Regions from separate parts of the Sus scrofa genome. Here region 2 is linked to region 1. Evidence: chromatin contacts called from public Hi-C data. All regions are on one chromosome and are shown on one strand. The core of a region is the stretch at or near the end of the contact, and the rest is flanking DNA. Distances in the headings are between cores, read along the strand shown. Region 1 has its middle 22 kb from the start of ERICH6. Region 2 overlaps MED12L (mediator of RNA polymerase II transcription subunit 12-like protein).

What was found. A called contact is a pair of places that touch in the nucleus more often than the background predicts.
Region 2: a Hi-C map of fetal liver shows a contact between it and region 1, with 2.6 times the contacts expected there. The contact joins two enhancer-like sites. A contact is called at or near these places in 1 of 5 promoter capture datasets (liver), 21 of 47 Hi-C or Micro-C datasets (adipose tissue, alveolar macrophages, blood and 14 more) and 2 of 2 datasets of contacts at active chromatin or transcription factors (alveolar macrophages and skeletal muscle).

The regions. Positions count from the first base shown.
Region 1 is chr13:90,935,494-90,938,193 of Sscrofa11.1, reverse strand. No RefSeq gene overlaps it. Among named protein-coding and RNA genes, the nearest start is that of ERICH6, 22 kb to the right of the region's middle. Within about 2 kb of position 1,318, at least 20 of the 83 cell types and tissues checked have an H3K27ac peak or open chromatin away from gene starts, as enhancers often do. A contact at or near this core is called in fetal liver, where this site is marked.
Region 2 is chr13:91,320,891-91,323,772 of Sscrofa11.1, reverse strand. All of the region lies in intron 5 of MED12L (mediator of RNA polymerase II transcription subunit 12-like protein), which reads right to left. Among named protein-coding and RNA genes, the nearest start is that of MED12L, 51 kb to the right of the region's middle. Within about 2 kb of position 1,547, at least 3 of the 83 cell types and tissues checked have an H3K27ac peak or open chromatin away from gene starts, as enhancers often do. A contact at or near this core is called in fetal liver, where this site is marked.

The DNA of each region.
Region 1 (2,700 bases), core at 69-2,568:
GAATCACCAGGGAACTCACACATCAATTACTGAAACCAGGCATGGTAGGAGTATTTATACCAAAGAAAATGGCGAATGCTACAAATTGGGGCTTGATTTTATTGTCTTGTTATCCAGACTTAAGAAATGAAGGAGAAAGTGTTAATAGTTCAGCTTTCACTTAAAAATGTCACATTTGGGATCTACTACATTGCAAAGAGGAGGAAAAAAAAAAGCGATGAAATATTTTCCCAGGATTTAAAAACTCATACCCAATTCAGCAAAGACGTCTCATCATTGATGACAAAAGACGAACTAGTGAAATTCTGACAAATGCGTCTGTTGCTTCACTTTAACCTTGATGATATCCACAACAGCCATGTCTTAACACTCTCATTCATCAATTTCAACCACAGGTTGGCCACAGACGGAAGAATTCAATAAGAAGAAATGAAAACATTCTGAAGGAATCAACTGCCTAGATAGAATTTACAGTAGAGAACACTGTTTTTTTGTGTGTGTTTTGTTTGTTTTTTGGCTGCACCAGCGGTACGTGGAAGTTCCTGAGCCTGGGATCAAACCTGCATCGCGCCAGTGACCTGAGCCCCTGCAGTGATCTTTAACCCGCTGCACCATAAGAGAACTCTGTATTTGAGGCTTTTTAATTTGTAAATTGTGTGCCCTATGAGTCATTGACATCAGTAAGATATTTATACTACATATGCCTATAATACATTTACTTTTGAAGACCGGTTATTAAACATTTATTGGCTACCAGCACGCAAACCAATTTCAGATCAGCTTAGGGACCAGACAGAGGAGAGAGAGGCTTCTCAGGGCAGCCAAATCGCAGAAAGGAATGGAAAGAATTCAAAATCATTCTGCTCTAGAATTCAGAGTCAGCCAGGCTGGAAGCCAGGAATTCCTTTGTATTTATATCGACGGTTACTTGATTTATTGTAGGTGAGTCTAGCTCTCCATTCATGGTACTGATGCAGTTTCCTTTGCAAACAAAATTGTTTACAGCACCCCCAAAAGTGTCATCTTCAAAAAAAATATTAAGTAAATGATAATGCAGGCAATCCACAGAAGTGGTAAAAATTCTAATGGCAGCTTGAATGGCTCTGCTTTTGGAAACACAAACTCAGTGACCAAGAACCCAGCCTTGGGAAGTGTACATCTGAGCTCAAGGGCAGACACCTCTAGTGACACTGGCTTTGTGAACTTAGGGCCCCCATGAGCCTGGTCTGGGCCTGGCCTCCTCCCTGATCCAAACCCGGCAATGCCCTCAACTTCCTCCCCCACCCCTACATGTGCCAAAACGTAAATATTCACACTCACACAGCACTTTTCCTTCAGTAATCGCCTCCCCACAGCAGCCAGCACACTCTCTGTGACTCAGCTCTCTGAGCCTGTCTCCAAGAGTTTTAGTTGGTTCCTGCAGGAAGCCAGCTGCCCCAGCAGCAGAAGAAAAACCCACCGCCACAGGTGATATACTGAGTTTTGCTCTTTTATCTTTTATTTTAATCTTCCCCAGGAGCGCTCAGAGGGCACTTTTTGGATTGCTAAAATAAACTCTAATAGATAAATACAGTGAAACATTGGCTGTGAGAGTCTTCATCCCTAAGTATTACTTCAGGGTGAATCAAACAGCTCACGATATAAATAAAAAGGCCTGATGCTTCTCCAGGGGTCCTTCAGCTCTGGCCCCACAGAGGCCTCAGTGACAAGCACCTGGCCCTGCACTGGGCACTCAGCAGGAGAGGCCTCCCTCCTCCCCTCACAGAATGAGGGGGGCCAGCTGTCACATTCTGTGCACCATGAGACTGGGTGGCCCCACAGGCCTTGTCACTCTGCTTTCTGTGTTGGGCTGCTCTGCTCTGCAAGGAATGGCAATCTGTCAAGGCTTCAAAGTGACAGGCATTTATTGTCACAACAGCCATAGCCACATTAGCCAGCGGTGGTGCTGGACGGGCTCCATGGTCTGCCCCTCGGCTCCTCACCCTTTATAGTCTGCCCTGGGCCCTGGCAGGCTGACCTCTGGCTTCTGCACCCACCTAACTGGCCTCCATCTGGACTCGCTGTTGGTGGGTAGAGGCAGGAGATCAGAGCGAGGGAGGAGAAGGCCTTGGGGGTGTGTATCCCCTCCACTCCTGCCCTGCAGGCTGGCCCCCAGCTATACTCCTGGCCACAGCCCACAGTTCCTGTCTGCACCTTTTCCTGTGACTGCTGGGTAGCTGGCAACTGCCAGCTTCTTTCACCCCTTCAGGCCCAAGAATGGAAACGGCCCTGCAGGTACAGCCCCAGGGTGCTCCACGATCCTGTCAGTGTCCCAGCATCTTACCCACATCTTTCTAAATGGTCCCTCACACCTGCCTTATTTACCCAACTGGGTGCCCAGCCCAGACTGCCACCCGTGAATAGCACACTTAATATGTGCCAGGCTCCTTTCTGCATTTTGTATCCATTAATTCAGTCCTTTCAACAACCCTCTGATATAGACACCAGTATTAGCCCTGTTTACAAAGGAGGGAACTGGAGCATAGAGAGGTCAATTACTTGCTGACCTTATACAACAGTAAGTGGCAGGGCCAGGATTCAAACCCAAGCAGGGCAGTGCCTGCCAATACACCATCAGGATGTGTAAAGGACCAGGAAAGTGAATGTGTCTATTTTTGCTTCAGGAAGCACAGGTTTCTGGAGTCTGGCATGTGGCTTGAG
Region 2 (2,882 bases), core at 298-2,797, 390 kb before region 1:
TAGCCAAAAATTGCAATTACAGAAATTTTTACTCTGAAAACCAATAATCAAAGGAAAAAAATTAGCATTTACTCTGCCTTTTTAGAAAGAATTATGATTTATCACAGTTGATGAGGGAAAGTCCATTTTTACAGAATAATGACAACATCTAGACATTCCCAGTGAAATAACACTTTGGAACTTGGTTCATCAGTAGATGCTAAAACTTTTAAGTGAAAGATTCAGCAATGGGACTGCTGTAGGCACCAAAATTGTACCCATATGCCCTATCCCTTCTATTAGAGAGTAATTTTTACCAGGTAGCCAGAGTTACCTCACCAATTAAAAACCTACATATGTCATGGCTAAGTAAAGCATGCATTTAAATTATGCTTATACAAGCTCATCTGTCCAGCCTTCAGGGTTATGTTCATAGTAAGCAAGGCAGATAGCTCCTTTATGACAAATGAGATAAAAGGAACATGTGAAAATGTGGAGGCAATCTTGACTTGAAACCAAAAGCTTGTCCTGAAGTCAAAAAAAATGTTAGAAGGCACCATCTTCAGGGACCCGAACTGAAAGTAAGCTGGTTGGCTTAGATAAGAAACCGAGCTGTCAATTACGTGTTTGGCGGGGCTTATTTTTGCAGCCTGAATGGCTCAGTGAATATGTCACAAATTAATTACTGATTATGCAAGAAGGGTAGCTGTTTCTTCCATGTATTTGGGGGGCGATAAGGATGGTGGCTCCAAGAGGACAGTCAACCAAGAGAAGTCTCTCATCCAACTGAATGCGACCTCAGGGGTCCAGAAGAAACCACTGTGGGTAAACATAGCAGTTCCCAGGCAGTTTAACATGAAGCATTTTAAGCTTCTTCTAATCTATCTGTCCGAAAAAAGGCCTCATGCCCATGATATGTCTTGTCACTTTTCACCACACTGAACACCCAGCAATTCCTAGCCAGCGTTAGAGTGGCTCACCTTGCAAGCAATTTCATCTGTCTCTCTTTTCTCTGGCACCCTACACTCTGCTATGATCTGCCTGCTTCCCATGGTACCTGTGAGAACAAGAGATCTAGCTCCTCCGATGCTGCTCACAGCCCCTTAGTCCTGCAGCCTGTTCCCTCCCAGCACCTTCTCCCTAACGATGCCCCCCTGCCTCCCCGGCCTTGACCCATGACAGGCACATCCCCCCAGCCGCCACCATGCCACAGCAGGAAGGAAAGGGCAAAGCCCTTCTAGTAAGCCCCCTCCACTGGTGCCAGTGAGTCACTTAACTTCTGAGGCTCAAGTCTCTCATGTTCAAAGTGAAATAATAAAACCTTCCCTGCAAGCATGTTATGATGATTACAAATAATGTCTGTAGAGGTCCAGCACAAGGCGTACCATAATTAACAGAGAGTCCTAGCAGCAGCTGGAGCATACTATTAGCAGTCTGTATTTACGGGCCACTTACTGTGTGGTGGGCACTGCTGTCAACACTTTAGAAGTACTGGCTTATTTCATCCTCAGAAGATACTGTCGATTATACCCATCTGACAGACAGGAAGCTGAGGGCAGTGTTGTAACAGCAATGAGAGTAACAGAACGTCCTTGCACGGCTCCCCATCCTTCACCAGACAGAACCTCACACCCTACTCTGGCAGACAAGCCTCCTCACAGCCTTTCATCATTGCCCCACTGCTGACTGTTGTGTCAGGTGAAAATTAACCCTGGCAGTTCTACGTCAAACTGCTTGATGACCCTGTTTCTCTGCAGACACCATTCGTCTGGTGGAAATGCCCTTTCCTCCCAGTAGCTCCCGACTCTGGCCTCCTAGGAAATGCTGCTTCTTCCAAAATTGTGTTCAACTGTCACTTCCTCTGTGACTTGCCTGGGCTTCCCAAGGCCCCCTGGGACTCCCTCCATATCTTATTCTCTTTACTGTTCACTCTTCCTTCCTCCCCAGATGTCTAGTCTGTTTGGCTAGACCCCCCTCCCCCCGCTGGTGAACATGAGCGGGCAGTGACTGCATTCTCCCGCTCCATCCCCACCAACCAGTACAGCACCTGGCACAGGCTCCAGAGCCTACTTTGAACACAAGTGTTGAGGGGCTCCATGCACCCACCTGTGCATCAGTGTCCTCATCTGAGAACTGGGGACAATGTATCTCCCTCATAGAGCTCCTGAATAATAAATCAGAGTGGACAAAACATAGAGCCTGGCCAGTGCTAAGAAATGGGAGCTCTGGGGAGGGGCCATCTGCTCTCACGACAGCAAACCCCGCCTTAGGGTCCAACAGCAAACGGAGGACATCTCCCCAAGACTGGAGAGCTCATTTTCACTGCACATAGCAGGAACTGATTCAGTCTAGGCCTGTAAGGAGCACCCAAATCCCCCTAGTGGTGGAGGGAGGGGGAAATCCCACCACTGGTCAAGAAATGTTCACTGATGCAGTGATAGCAGTAATGGTAGCAAGCATAAGAGGTGATACAATGCGTTAACTCAGCAACAATAAGCCTCCTTATTGCAGGGGAAATTCCTACAACGTCCTGTGTCACTCACTACCAAGTCCTGTTTCCCAATCAGTTCAAAGATTTTAATTATATAACTCTCGTGTAAGTTTCACCTATTTTTAAGTATTAGCTAGCCCATTTTAAATGCTTTTCTCTGGTGAGCTCGAAATTATTCAGTTAAACCGAAACTTCATTCAATTCTAAAAAATATCAGAAAGCAAATTCTGTACTAGGTCTGCTGTTCTTTCCTGCCAGTCTGTAAGGCTCACTTATTAGACAGCATTTTCAAAACATCACATCCACCTGTAACCTCTTAATTTTTTCAGTCTCATGAAGATAGAGAATTACAGTATCTTCCAAGCTTCCCTAATTCACCTCTATTTAAAACTCTGCTGTTAGGATTTATCCA